2 separate regions of the Hordeum vulgare genome follow, and region 2 is linked to region 1. Evidence: chromatin contacts called from public Hi-C data. All regions are on one chromosome and are shown on one strand. Each heading gives the region's core, a stretch centred on a gene start, on an enhancer-like site or on the middle of the called end of the contact. The rest is flanking DNA. Distances are from core to core; before and after follow the strand shown.

Evidence for each region. A called contact is a pair of places that touch in the nucleus more often than the background predicts.
Region 2: a Hi-C map of seedling shows a contact between it and region 1, with 2.5 times the contacts expected there. The contact joins the enhancer-like site here to the promoter of LOC123425318 in region 1. A contact is called at or near these places in 1 of 6 Hi-C or Micro-C datasets (seedling) and 1 of 1 datasets of contacts at active chromatin or transcription factors (embryo).

Annotation. Positions count from the first base shown.
Region 1 is chr2H:99,809,461-99,816,931 of MorexV3_pseudomolecules_assembly, reverse strand. It overlaps LOC123425318 (protein ANTI-SILENCING 1-like), which reads left to right and starts at 3,462. Exons shown (of 11, transcript XM_045109002.1): 1 at 3,462-3,699; 2 at 4,562-4,938; 3 at 5,327-5,495; 4 at 5,624-6,153; 5 at 6,974-7,000; 6 at 7,223-7,315. The coding sequence starts at 4,606.
Region 2 is chr2H:100,284,888-100,292,358 of MorexV3_pseudomolecules_assembly, reverse strand. LOC123425320 (oligouridylate-binding protein 1-like) reads left to right here. Exons shown (of 12, transcript XM_045109003.1): 9 at 1,117-1,236; 10 at 1,711-1,796; 11 at 1,997-2,170; 12 at 2,317-2,786. The coding sequence ends at 2,598. Among protein-coding and RNA genes, the nearest start is that of LOC123425320, 7.4 kb to the left of the region's middle. Within about 2 kb of position 3,033, at least 3 of the 3 cell types and tissues checked have open chromatin away from gene starts, as enhancers often do. A contact at or near this core is called in seedling, where this site is marked.

The DNA.
Region 1 (7,471 bases), core at 2,213-4,712:
CTCCCGCACCCCGCTATAATTCCCTACTTGAACATGGTGTCTCATGCCACATATTATTAATCAATGGCATGTTGCCATCCTATGATGTTTGAGTAGATCTATGTTGTCCTTTTGGGTTGATTGATGATCTAGATTGGGTTGAGTGTATCTTTTATTTTGGTGTTTGTCCTAAGGTGCCTTCCGTGAGGCCCACACGTGAAGGATTCGCGCTGAAGGGTGTAGCAATATGTTCGTGATTCGCTTATAATGGGTGACTAGATGACAGAGGCTTACACCCGAGTTAGGGGTTGTTTATGTATGGGGAGTAAAGGAGACTTAATGTTTAATGTTATGGTTAAGTTTACCTTAATGATTTTTAGTAATTACGGATGCTGGCTAGAGATCCAATCATAAGATCATATGATTCAAGTACAGAAAGTATGTTAGCTCATGCCTCTCCCTCATATAAAATTGCAAGAATGATTATCGATCTTGTTATCAATTACCTAAGATGATTTCGCACACCATACCATCTTTATTCCACACACGCTATTTATAATATATTGTAATATATTCTATTTTTTTCATTGAGTCTAGGCTAACGTTTGTTTTTCTTTGAAATGTGAAGGATATGAACCAATCCTATGTAGAATAAGAATCATTTATATGAACCAAATGGCTTTAAAAGAGAAATTCCTATAAGAATCATATCCTATAGAATCTCTACTATTAAAGGAGGATCTGCCGTCGTCGTGATGGTTCAACCAACGTTCCTCTTCCTCCTTATCCCCACTTTCCTGATAAAAAAAGAAAGAGAAACTACGTCCAGAAAAAAAACATGACCACGCACCCCACGCCCCCAACTCTCCCCAAACTACCCGATCACTCCTCCCACCCCCATCCCTCCCGAGAAAATCCTCCATCACCGTCGTGACAGCACCACCAGCAGCCCCCGCGTCGACGACAAACGCATACCCTCTTTCGGGGTTGCGAGGGGAGAAGGGGGATGCTCACCTTCACCAAGGACCGAGCTGTCGTGCCCGACGGGCGGTGAGGAGAAGCCCCGGTCGTCGACGTGCAACTCTGGCTGGCCTGTGCCGGGAGCATGTGCACCGTATCGCCCGTCGGCGCCGCCGTCTACTACTTCCCGTCGACCTGTCCGCTGCGCGCGTCTTCACGCTCCTTCCCTCCCGCATCTCTGTCATGCGCTTCATGGCCGACGCGCATAGCGACGAGGTCTTCGCCAAGATCTGCCTCGTCCCGATCCGCCACGGCGACCCCGCGGTCGACGTGGGCGACGTCACCGCCGAAGGGAGGGCGGAGGACGACTGCCCAAAGCCGGCCTCCTTCGCCAAGACGCTCACACATTCCAACGCCAACCACGACGGGGGCTTCTCGGTCCCATGTTTCTGCATCGTGACCATCTTCTCAGCGCTCGACTACAACTCGGAGCCTCCCTTGCAGAGCATATCGTCAGGGACGTGCATGGGGACGAGTTCTTTTTTTAACGTTTTGCTCAAAAAAGGCAGTAGCTGACTTCAGGTTTCATCATGTTGCTATAGAGGAAGATGTTGATCTAATGATATACTCCCTCCATATCAAAATATAAGATGCTCTTTAGTGTCAATCTAGACCCAAAAAATGTGTTATATTTTGATACACAAGAAGTACATCATAATCTGACTGCTAGGTGCATTGCCTCAAGTGGCCTTGTTGTGTGTAGAAAAAATGTTTGCAAGATTTAACATAATCCAAGTCCAAGGACTAGGGACAAGAGAGGTTGAGAGTTTTTCCGATTTCATGTTCTTGTGTATGAACCAATATGAGGCAAAAGAAGATACTCTGTTTTTTACGTTGGTATTTTTATAGTGAAGGTAGATACACCATTTTCTAGATGGGAGACACACCTTTGCGGCAAGGGGAGATGTTGTGTCACTTCCGCCCCATTCTTGTATATCTAAGTTAGTTTAAAAGTAGTTGGTTAACTTTTTTTAATTTTCAACCATGACACATATCGTCACCAGCTACACGGGTAGGTTGGCGTGTCTTGTGATATTTTTTCGTTCAAATCTTTCATTCGAAAACTAAAAACGTTATGCTCACTTTAGGGGCATGCAAAAGGTTATGCTTACACTTTTCAGTGGCATGCAAAAGGTTATGCTTACACTTTTCAGTGGCGTGCAAATGGTTATGCTTACACTTTTCAGTGGCATACAAGGTTGATTATGTACGTGTATCGTAGTGTCAACCATTTTTCGATCGATTTCTTTACAAGAAAGATGTTGGAACAATGCATCACTCAAGTTCACAATAGATGTGTAGTTTGGCCTTTACTGAAGTGTTGAATTTCACCTTCATCTCCTTGTAAAAAAACGGAATTTCACCTTCACCACCCAAGCAAGAGTCCATTCTCTCCGATACGATTCCTTCGAGCACCACTGATTATGGGAAGCAAGATTTGCTTGTACCAGCAAAAAAATGTTGGTTCCGAGGAGTTACAACACCCTGTTTGCAAAAAAAAAGTTATTTACAATAGATAATTATGGCAAAATCTATTCTTACCACAAAAACAAGTTATTTACAATAGATAATTGTGGCAAAATCTATTCATACCACCCTGCTGAAAAAGAAAGAAATGTTTGTACCGGTAATTTTTTTTTAGGCCAAGACAATTGAAACAATTTTCTAGAGGCCAAGATACTTGTCATCCTATTGTGTTAATTTTACCCGCTGCCAAAAATTCTCCCTTTCATGTTATAGTTGTTGAAGAACTTGAAGGGGTCTTGTGGGTCTTGTGGATTTCTTCTTCTTTCTATGCGCTGTAGGTAGCTCTAGCCTCCAGCCAAATTTAGGATAAACAAATTAATGTGCGAGCACCTGACGACACCTCATACATCAACACGAAGAAAACTTTGATTGGATGTCAAGGAAGTATAATAGTAAATAAATAGTGGCGGATAAATGAAAGAACATTTGAATGATGGTTTGTTTCATGAAAATTATCATGATTATGAATCCGGGTTGTATTTCTACAGCCAAAGTTCATTTATTTATGCTCTACTTCTTCCATACAGGGCTCACAGACACATGTTTGTAGTCTTTCTTATTGGATTTCGTTACTCATTCATCTTCTGTAAATGCATTGTTATGTTAAAAATGCTAAAAATTAAAATATACTTGTGCTTCATCTCTTCAGAAATGATGCTATCCTTATTTTCCTCTTTACCCCGTGGCAACGCACGGGCAATCAACTACTCCCTCCGTTCCTAAATATAAGATCTTTTAGAGATTACACTATGGACTATATACGGATGTATATAGACATATTTTAGAGTGTAGATTCATTTATTTTGCTCTGTATGTAGTCTATAGTGGAATCTCTAAAAGATCTTATATTTAGGAACGGATGGAGTAGTTCCTACGAATTGTTCAAACTAAGAACATTTTTGTTTTTGTATTGTAAGGCTCATGGTCAGCACTGCGCTTCCCTTGAAATGGGCCTTAGCCGCGTGGCCTTCTCCCCCTCACCCCCATGGCGCAGCCCTAGTTGGCCCTCGCCTCCCCTCCCCCTCCCCTGCTAACCCTCTCCGGCGTCCTCCGCCGGGGCGCCCTCCTCGCCTGCAACACTGCTGTCGACGTGGACCTCGCCGCCGGTGCCCTAGGACCTCACCGCCCCCTTCCCCCGCTTCTCCCCGGCCATCTACCCGTCATCTGCAGAAGGTAACCGCCCTCCTCCTGTTCCTCCTCCTCCACTCCCTGATACACACAGACCGAAGCAATGGGCCTCAACTGGCCAAGTCCGACCGCCTAGTTCCTGGACCATCTGTAGCCAGCACAGACCGAAGCAGGGGAGCCCTCCCAGTCCCCCTCGCTAGCTAGCCCTCAGCAGCCCTAGGCGGCGGCCCCGTCTCCGGCGGCAGGGAAACTCCGGGCGGCGCCTCGACTCCAGTTGAGTTGCCCGTCGTCAGCCCCTCGTGCTATGCCCCCCGTTGTCTCTGTTTGTCTTTGTTTGTTTCAGTGTCCGTAACCCTAGGTCTGTATTGGATGGGGACCGATCGTGTTAGAGGCGGTATGGGGTGCGCTTTCTTCCTGTAGCTTCTGGTTTAGGTATTTTGCTGCAAGTATCGTTCATGAATTTTGGGGGTTGTTTAAATCGTCTTTTGGCTGCACTATTTGTTATGCTCAGAACTCTGTAGCGTGCATTTTGTGCTTTTGGAATGATTCTTTTGGTATTTGTATGTCGTTTTCTCAAGTTCTCACAGCAATAGGATGATATATTTTTTTATAATGTATGTATGAAGCATGGACACTGCACCTTTCTTGTCAAATACAGAGTCTTCCTTAGAGTGGACAATAGATGGACTGCTTGCGAGTCGATTATAGACGTTGTGCTATAGCTGATGAACTAAAACGGTTAAGGTCTTAAGGGTTATGTCTTTACTGTTTTGTTGTTGTCCTACAAGAAAAAGTGAATTGACTAAGAACAATTCAGGAGTTATATGTGGTGATGCTATTATTTGTAGATGTTTTGATGCTGCTTATAATTTATTGATGTCTGGTATACCCTTTTTTATCTTTCTAGGCCTATGGTAAGGGCAAATTGAGCTGCAAGTGGCCATTATCAGAATGGGTGAAAGTAACGAGAATATCCAGTTTTCATGGGGAAATAAGAGAGCAAAAGGTGGTGCCAAGATGGATACACAGTTCTATGGTTCCTTCACCTTTGACAATGTGAAGTACTCACTGTATGACTGTGTATATCTTTTTAAAAATGGAGAACCTGAACCATACATTGGAAAGATAGTAAAGATATGGCAGCAAAATGAAGCTAAGAAAGTAAAGATTCTTTGGTTTTTCACCCCGGATGAGATCAGAAATTATTTAGAAGGCCCCGTGGTGGAGAATGAGATATTTCTTGCTTCTGGTGATGGCACTGGCCTTGCCGATATCAACCCACTGGTAGTTTGTTCCTTCCTTACTCACATATTTGCATTTTCTTTTAATTGGATTGATCCACAGACCAGAAATGCAATTTGAAGTTATAATCTTCTTGTATAAAAGGTGTGCTAACAATATGCAAGGCGCAACAGTTTGATTACCACTTTTGGAAGTATATTTGGCAATAATAGACAGAACAAAAGCCTGACTGAGCTGGATCCGTCTTGGTTGCTCATTTGCATAACTGAGCAGAACCAGCTTGGTCAGTACAAAAGGGCAACAAGTTAGTTGGGGCCAACAATTACATTTTTTTGAAGCTAGCTGGGCACATCATTGTTAATTCAGTTCATTTCTGACCATTCTTACAAGTAAAATGTTCTAATAGCCATTTGTTTATTGCTTATGTTAGGAATCTATTGCTGGTAAATGCACAGTTGTTTGCATTTCAAAGGATGAAAGGAATCGCCAGCCTACCCCAAAGGAACAAACGGTCGCTGATTATATCTTCTATAGGTTTTTTGATGTTGGAAACTGCACACTTTCTGAGCAAGTACCTGAGAAAATTGTAGGGCTGGAAGGTCAGCATTGGATGTAGATTTCGTTCATGCATTACATCACATATAAATATTTCGTTTAAGCAGTACATTACACACACATACACATATAATGTCCACGTACATATTTAACTACTGTCCTTCTGATGCAGTCAACGTGCTGCTTAATCCTGAAGCTGAGCAAGTTATATGTTACCCGGATCAGGATGTGCAAGGCATGAATCAGAAGGTGGGTGCAGGTCTGGTTGCACCCCTTCCGCAATCAGCGGCTAAGATGGAGGATGAAATTCCTGTTGCACCCTTTCTGCAATCAACTGCTAAGATGGAGGATGAAATTCCTGTTGCTGCAGTTCCCCTTTCCCAGTCAGTGGCCATTTTTCTTCCCCCATCAGTCAAAGAGGAGGATAAAGCTCAGGTTGCTACTGTTCCTCTTCCCCTAGCAGTTGAGGAGGATGTTCTCAAACCCACACAAAAAGTTTTCAAACGTACACAGAGTACACAGAAAGTTTTCTCTGATAAGATGCCTTCAAAGAAGTTGAAATTATCTCAAGATCTCACAACGAAGAATATGCCTTCAAAGAAGTTGAAACCATCTCAAGATCTTACAACGCAGAATATGGCCTCAGTTCCTGACGTGAAAGTTCGCCCTGTTCCTTCAGCAGAACTACCAACAAGGCAGGCTGTAAGTTTTCTGAATTAGTAAATAACTGTCGGTGACATATTTCAGAATGGTCAATATAATGCAAAAAGATGAACATGTTATAAACATGAAAAACACATTGTCGGTGTCGCCTTTTGTATTCTTTATCCCGAGCAGTTACTATGTGTTTGTCCATGGACATGAAACTAGATGCATGCTCAGTGAAACGAAAAACTCGTTGATTGCTATCCAACTCCCACGTATCATAATTTAATGCACTAAAAGGATAAGGTATATTTTGATCCCTTTTCGGGGAAGTATGAACTCCACTTTAGTCTGGTGTGTTTGGAACATTTTTTTGACAAATTTAATGCCATACCATATGCCAAAGACACATCACTGACCTACTCTACTGTAAATTAACAATTCAATGCCATAAAGCAGCCCCTTGAATGGTGAACTGCCGCCATGCACTAGAGCAGGTATTCGGGGGCAATGCCCTTTTTGGACTTATCATCTGAAGTATTATTTACGTGTTCAGCTATATTTGTTAAAACATTAATAGATTTAATCTTGGGCACATATAATCGATTATTTGTACTCAAGTAGTGATCTAAACACTCTTATATTTCTTTACAGAGGGAGTACACAGCAATTAAAGGGGTCTCATATTTCTCAATTATTTTGCTTTATGGACTTGTTGTTTATTTAGTAGAATATTATCTGCTTTTGATAGAGATTTGACCGATGCTATTTACGAGTAGGTTTGACTTGATAAACCATGCACAAAATGCTGTCATTTACAGTTTGCTACTATCATGTTTACTTTAGTGTGCTAATACACCTTTATGCTATATAACAGGACAGAAGCAAATGGTTCAAACCGATGGTGAGTGATCTTTTCTTTGCTGTAAAGTCGCTTGTATATATGCTATTATTATTATGAAGTATATGTCATATCTGCAGTCTACATTGGATAAATCGTTTCATCAAGTTAGCATAGTACTAAATTGTATCCTTTGATTTTCAGTTCTGTGTTATTGTCTATTGAATGAAATCATGCTTTGGCTTCCAGTTATATGTCATAATCTATATTAAATGTAATTTGCAGCCATGGGATGAAAAACTGCCATTGGCTGATAAGGAGGGGAAGCTGGTGTATATTCAGAATCTTGACATACGGTTTGGAGCTTCTGAAATAGTGGTACTATCTTCGTTTTCTTTATTTGGTTGTCATTAAGCCCGAGCTGCTTCTAGTTCTCTATTCGTGTTCCTGGCCTAGAAGGATCATCTTCTTGTCTTCTTGTTGAATAGCTTAAGCTATCTGTTCTGTATGCCGCGTTTGGCATTGATGTGGATT
Region 2 (7,471 bases), core at 1,784-4,283, 480 kb before region 1:
TCGTGCGCGTCTTGCAGTAGTACTGTTGGAGGACGCGTGTCCATCCTTATGGACGAGGTTGTAGAGGCGGCGGTGGTTTGTTGACGATGATGTTGATGAAGACCACATTGAAGATGACCTTGGCGATGAAGTGTCGGCGATGGTGTTGCAGCGGCGTGTCGACAATGATGTGTCGCTTGAAGGCGTCCCCATGGCGATGAAGTGTCGATGCCGTGTCGTGCCGAAGAAGTCGATGAAGAATTGCATCTTTTTCCACACCGGCATGGCATGTGGATGATGCATATCGAAATCGCTTCTCGAGATATATTGGCTAGTAGTCTGGTGTAATTGTACAACCTGATCTTGATGTTCGGCTTGATGAAGGAGTCGATCGCTGACTCCACGCGGGTCGGTGTAGATGGACGATGCTTGGTTCGGTGAAGATCATGTGTTGATGTAGAAAAGAATCCATACATGCGGTCCTGTGCATGCAGCGTAGCCCTGTGTACAGCTTGCATGCGTTCACTGGACCGCGTCATGTGACGCTGGAGTTGCAGCGAAGAGAATGATGTTGAATGGACCAGCGTGTGTACATAGATCGGATCGGGTATTTCTCTGTGTACGCACGCCTGGAATAGCACGGAGGCAGAGCCGCTGCTTGCACCCGCAGCTGGAGGCATACAGAGAGCCCGGCTGGAGATATACTAGAGCGGCCGGGGGCCATGAAGCGCCCGCGGGTGGCCAGTCCGGTGTGTTTGGTTGATGTCGCCCCGTCATGCGCGTGCTGCTCGTTCAGATCGAAGCAGGCCTGTGTCGATGCTGGAACCGGCAAGATCAGTGCACACGCGCGTACATGGCCGGACGGTGCCATGCGCGTACATGTGAGGGAGAGAGACTTTAAGTACAAGACAAGACAACACATTACATGTTTAAACTAATTCCATCTCTATCTCCTTATCTCTAACTTGAACACAATTATACTTCTAGCACAGTGAGGGTTTCGATTTGTTCTGCCTGTAGGCCTATGCATTTGATATTTTCCACGATTGAAACAATTATGTAAATGACATTTTGTGTGCTAGCTTCTTAGTTTTAAAATGCTGGTGATGAATTTTTTTACAAAAATAACCTTTCTAGGTCAGTGGCTTGGAAATCGGCAGATTCGTTGCAACTGGGCAACAAAAGGCGCCAACAGTGGCGAGGACCAGCTAGCATCAGATTCGAAAAGTATAGTTGATGTAAATAACAATTTCACAGGTATACTATGGACCTGTTGTATTTTATACCATTTGGATTATTACTTCCTTAAATTTGCTAAGATGTTGGTTTCAAAAGATGGGTTATGTAGAATATTAGTTCTTCGATATGTGCTATTATCATTGCCAAATAATCTTTTCATTAACAATACTTTTCATAAAGGTTTTATTTGTTCGTGTTGATGCTGAAGTTTGATTAGTAAAGCATACCCGCTTAAAGCTGCACTTTTCTAAATTTAGCAGTAATTAGCTGGTTTGATCAGAATATTTCTATGGCTATGTGATTCTAGACTGCTTGATTGTATTTATTTGGTTTCTGTGATATCTATTTTTGTTGCGATGCTTTATGTTCACATGATGTTCTTGGGCTTTGACTGCTAGGAACTTAAGTATTGCAGTTCTTCATATGTTATACAAAGTCTATATTATTATCCTTATCCTGAGATTTGTGCTGTCTACTATTTGTCTTGTCCAGAAAATGCAAAGCAGAAATCAAACGAAGATGCTCCTGAAAATAATCCATTGTACAGAACTGTTTATGTTGGGAACCTTGCTCACGAGGTAATTCTCTTGAAGCATGCTTCTTTGGATGCATCTCTTATGCTTTACCACTCACTTGCATGGCTAATATAGACTATAAACTCTGCTGTTACACGAATCACTTTGCATGTGGTATAATGAGCTTATTTCAAAATGTGTCATGAATTATCACATTTGTCGCAATTGCCGCCTTAATGATTTCGTGATGTTCTTAATACCAGGTTACTCAAGACGTGCTTCATCGTTTTTTCCATGCACTTGGTGCTGGAGCCATCGAGGAGGTGCGTGTTCAGCATGGCAAAGGTTTTGGTTTTGTCAAGTACAGCAACCATGCTGAAACTGCCCTTGCAATTCAGACGGGTAATGGTCGTATTTTGGGTGGTAAACCAGTCAAGGTTAGCAGCACCTTTCCCTGCTTAACAATTTTGCGGACGTGTCATCTTAACCATCCTTTTTCTTTTCCCACTGCTTTACGTCGCTAGTATTTTATGACTGATGTCCTGATTGGAGCTGCACGTCCGTCTTTTCTCTTGTTTTGCAGTGTTCTTGGGGCAACAAGCCTACACCCCCTGGTACCACCTCTGCTCCTCTGCCCCCTCCTGCTGCTCCTAGCCACCCTGCAGCCGCCAATCTCGTAGCGTATCAACGTGCTATTGCGATGAGCAAGATGGCTTCGACCCAGGCATTGATGCAGGCTCAGCATCTCAGGCAAGCAGCCATGGGGATGGGTGTAGGTGCGAGTCAGGCGATGTACGATGGTACTTTCCAGAACGTTGGTGCCTCACAGCAGCAGCAGCAGCAGCAGCAGCTCATGTACTATTAATTCTAGACTTGGAGTGAGCTCACCTTTGTAATTTGACCCGGATTTTATGTTTTTCTCTTCCTATCTTCATGGTGTCTATATGCAGTGTAACACTATATCGGTGTTGTCGTCTGGCTGTGTTGGTCGTACACCGAATCTGTGTCTGTTTAGTGATGCAAGTTGACCGGTTAATATCGACTTTTATGTTATTTTCTCGTGTGTGTATATAGATCATCTCCCTTAGTATTTATTGATAATAATGTACTCCCTCCGTTCCTAAATATAAGCCTTTCTAAAAGATTATACATATGTATATAGTCATATTTTAAAGTGTAGATCCATTTATTTTGTTTCATACGTAGTCATTTAATGAATTTTTTTAAAAGACTTATATTTAGGACCTGTTGGGAGGCCCTCCGGCTCCCTAACCCCACCGATTTGAGGGGAGCTGGAGGTACCCAGTCTAGGAATTTGGTCGCCGCTCTCACTTTTACTCTGAACCAGTGTAGCCCACGGTATGTGTACCGAGAGGGCCAGGAACACGAGCAAAACCCTATCCGCCGCACATCTACTACCCCTTGCCGCCGCCAGGACGCGTGTTCGGGCAAAGCCGGCGTGGCAGCGGCAGGGAGGTCCTTATCGGGGATTTTTTGATAAAGACACTTTATTAATTCAAAAGATAGCATCAAATCTCTTCCTAATAATAATTAGCAAAATGACCTGTGCGTTGTCATGAAAGAAAAAAAGCATAATCTTTAATGATGGTGACCATATTATGTTCACATATCATCGCTTGATTTAGAAATTTTGTGCACAAACGCAAGAAAATGTTTTTTTTTAAATTTATTCAGAAGTTAAAGCAATCTTTACATTTTCAAAAAATATATATCATGGTTGTCAAAAATCTTGGTAACTCAAAGATTTATTCTGAATTTCAAGAATTTTTTTAGGAAACATTCAATAATAATCCGATCCATCCAACAGTTAATTATTTAAAATTCACACAGGTATATTGTCACAAAGACTTAGAAGCATTAATGTTTAACTACATACATTAGATCTTTCGTGAACAATTTTACAAATATGGAAACGATTTTAAAATCGAGAACATTTTTTACAATTTACAAACATTTACTAAAAATCGTGAATATTTTTTATATTTCGAACGGGTTTAAATATTTTCTTTTCAATTGGCCACCAATTCAAGAAAAGACGAACATAATTTTTGATGTTGGAGGATTTTATTTTAAATTCACAAACATTTTTTGAAATGCATGAAGTTTTTCTGAATAAATAAACATTTTTATAAATCAGTAATATATTTATTAAATTCATGGACATTGTTTTGGAATTTTCAAAAAAATATAAAAATCCGGCACTTTTTTTGAATCCTATTTTTAATTCAAAATAAAAATTCGTCAACATTTTAATCCTAATTCCTATTTTTTAATATGCAAAAGTTTTTGTAATTCTAAATTATTTAAATTATAAATAAACAAAAATGAAACCGAAAATTTTAAATAAAAAAAAGAGACTATCAAAACAGACATTAGCTATTTTTAAAATTTTAGGACATATTTTGCATTAGAAAGCATTTTGTTAAATGCATTTAATAGTTTTTAATACATGGAATTGTATTTGAGATCATGGACTATTCTTATTGTACAAACATTTTTATAAAATTGCAAACATTTTATTGTATGTGCGAGCATTTTTTACAAAACTCCGAGCAGTTTTTGAAGTCACAAGCATTTTAATTTTTTAAATATGTTGATTTATAATTTTCAGTTTATTAAAATTTTAAAGATTATTTAAAGTTCTACATTATTTAAAATAAAAAATAAAACGGAACTGAAAATAAATAAATAAACGGAACTAAAAGCGGGCGCCTGTGCATGGGCCGGCCCATACGGTGTGTTGGATATTCTCCCAGCGTGCAGAGCGTAATATAGGAGGTTTTTACATGGGCCGGCCCAGTCCAAGATTTTTCGTTTTGTGAAACGTTTCCTATTACTTACCGGTGGCATGGTGGATAATTTATGCAAACTTTAGGAGTAATTTTTAAGACGGACGACCAGAAACCGAATTTGATTTATTATTAGGGAGAGATAAAGCAGCTACTTCTTTTGCCGTACGTCGCAGACAAATTTGCAGAAACACCCCTCGCGTTTTCGGTATTCAACCCGCAGTACGTTTTTAAGTTAAAAAAACGTTTCATTGTTTTACATAACCCCCTCCCCGACTTATCCATTCCCGTCCTGAGGAGGCGCCTTCTCGCCGGCGACGGGCGAGGAGGCGATGGGCCGGCGACTGCCCGACGACGGCGCGCGGAGGCGACGGGCCGAAGACGGGCCGGCGACGGCGCGCGGAGGCGGAGAGGACCCTCAAGGGCTGCAGATCCAGCGGTGGGGCTCCCGATCCAATCAGGAGCAGGACAACAACGGCGAGCACAGGAAGGGCACGGGCCGTGAGAGGAGGAGCAGGAGGGGAGTCGCGGCGGGTCACGAGGTCATCCAACGCGGCGGCGCATAGTGGAGGCCGGCGGCGCTCCGTGCTCCGTAGATGGAGTGAAGAGAAGGGAGGGTCGGCGAGAGGAGCAGCAGTAGGATGTAGTCCATGATGCAGGAGATGTTGTCGTTGATGCTCGTGGGCCGGGGCCACGTACGGTGTCCCCATGCCACGACGGGAGATCCATGCCAACGCCGCTCATATGTTCTCTGTTGCCGGCATCGCAACAGAGGCCTTGCAAATATCTGAGATCAAGAGTTGTGGTCATAGCTGTCCAGGGACGAGCCGTTGGACATACGGGGCACAGACTGCTGGTAGTAGTCGATGCTCCGGCGGCCGCCGCCGCCGTTGCTGCTGATGAAGGAGATGTCCGACGAATCCGCGGTGGACCGGCGGCCGCCACTGACAAAGGAGATGTCGGCGCGTCAGGCATGGACATGTGGCTCAGGTCGGCGCACGACTTCCTCGTCGGCCCCATGGACCCGCGCGTGAAGGGCGAGCGGATGAAGGGATCCACCCTCGGCGTTCTTAATCGTGTTGCATTTGAGAAGGCTAATGAAGAATATGCTGCTGTTCTTAATCGTGTTGCATTTGAGAAGGAACGCAACGTCATGAATTCTGTGATGAGTAGACACTGAGCAAAAGTGCAGAAAGGAGATGTTGAGACAGACCCCTCTGATGCTGAGGCAGAACTCTGTGATACCGAGACAGAACCCTGTGATTCCGACAATGATTAGCGAATGGAAGAAACAACAAAAAGTCCTGAAGAAGATTTGGATGATCTTCAAATGGAAGAAACAGATGATCCTTCTGAAGAAGAATTGGATGATGACCTTGTGATCAATATTGCTCCTCGTAAGGCCAATAACTCAGCTGTCCAGTTAAATAGGGCAAACCAATTAGTGAATAAGGTATGCATATTGCAGTTAATTGCCTGAATAATTTTCCTGTGATGTACAATTGTTTCATTCAATTATGTGCAATGACACTCCTAATTAATTTCTAAATAATAGGGTGAGCGGTTCAAAAAACATCAGCATTTTGATGAGATCTCTCCACAAAATAAGAGACAAAAATCAGAGGATTTATCTGAACCTAGAAACCTGAAGCAATCTACTTCAGTGATTGCAGACAGGAGGACTACTGGGAAGTCCTTGCCATTTGTGTGAGTAGCCATCCAAAATGAACAAAAATCATCAGTTTTGTCAGGAAAAGGATTGCATGGTTTCTCTTCCGTACTTGATAGAGCTAAAAGTTCTGCTGCTTTATTTTTTATATAGGCGTGTGATTCCTTAAATTTTGCTGCTACTGCTTCTATGTTGAATTTGCTTTGTGTTGCTTTGTGCGATGGAAAGAAGAGGATCAGAGAGAGAGAGAAGAAGAGAAAAATTGAGACATATTGAGATGGATTTGTGTGTGTGTTGCATGCGTATCGCTGCTGCTGCCTTTTGTGCCGTTCCTCGGCTTTGTTTGCTGCTGGTGAAACCTTGTACATGGAAATACATATGTGAGCTCAGTTACTGGCTACATGTTGTATTAATCCTTCTCGTCGTGATACCTGCAACAAGGTGGATATACCAAAGCTAGCTAACTAAGAAGCAATCAACTAGTTTCAAAGAATATGAAATTATTGCGACGTCATTGATTTAATTTATAGAGTTAGAATGGATGATATTCTTTTTCTCCCGTTGCAACGCACGGGCTCTTTTGTTAGTTGATATAAATCATGATGAATAACATCCGGTCTTTGCATAATGAAGATGCATACAGCCAAACATACAAAATCTAATAGAAAACTAAAAATAAATAAAAACCAACATATCAGCAACAGTAAAGTCATATAGGGCCAACATTTTGCCTATGTCCGAAGAAGATGGTGGACCGATCCAAAGATTATGCTGTCATCCATGTCGGTAAAAACCTCCTTCGCCACCCGCTCCAATCGCGTACACACCGCCTTGAACAACGGTTGTAACTCTGTTCGTTGTAGCGTAGACCATATACGAAGCAAATGCGTACAATGGAAAATAACCTGCAAAGGAGAAGAGTTTATATTATTGAAAACCAAATTATTTCTACATAGCCAAAGCGACCACAATAAGGCATACGCTCCCACCCTTAATAGGGTTTTGAACCTATTTGAAATACCGTCCAACCAATGACCAAAAATGTTGGCAACATTTGTGGGTGGATAAAAATTGGACGCTATTTGGATGATTGGCCATGTAGAAGGAAAACAGAGGTGTTTGATTGTCTCATCGCGAGTATAAAAGCTACACTTCTTAATTCATTGTCAATTGCGGTCGGGCGAGGTTGTCTTTGCTTAGCACAACTCCCGTACGAAGATACCATATAAAGATTTTAGCTTTTAGTGGAATCTTTGACT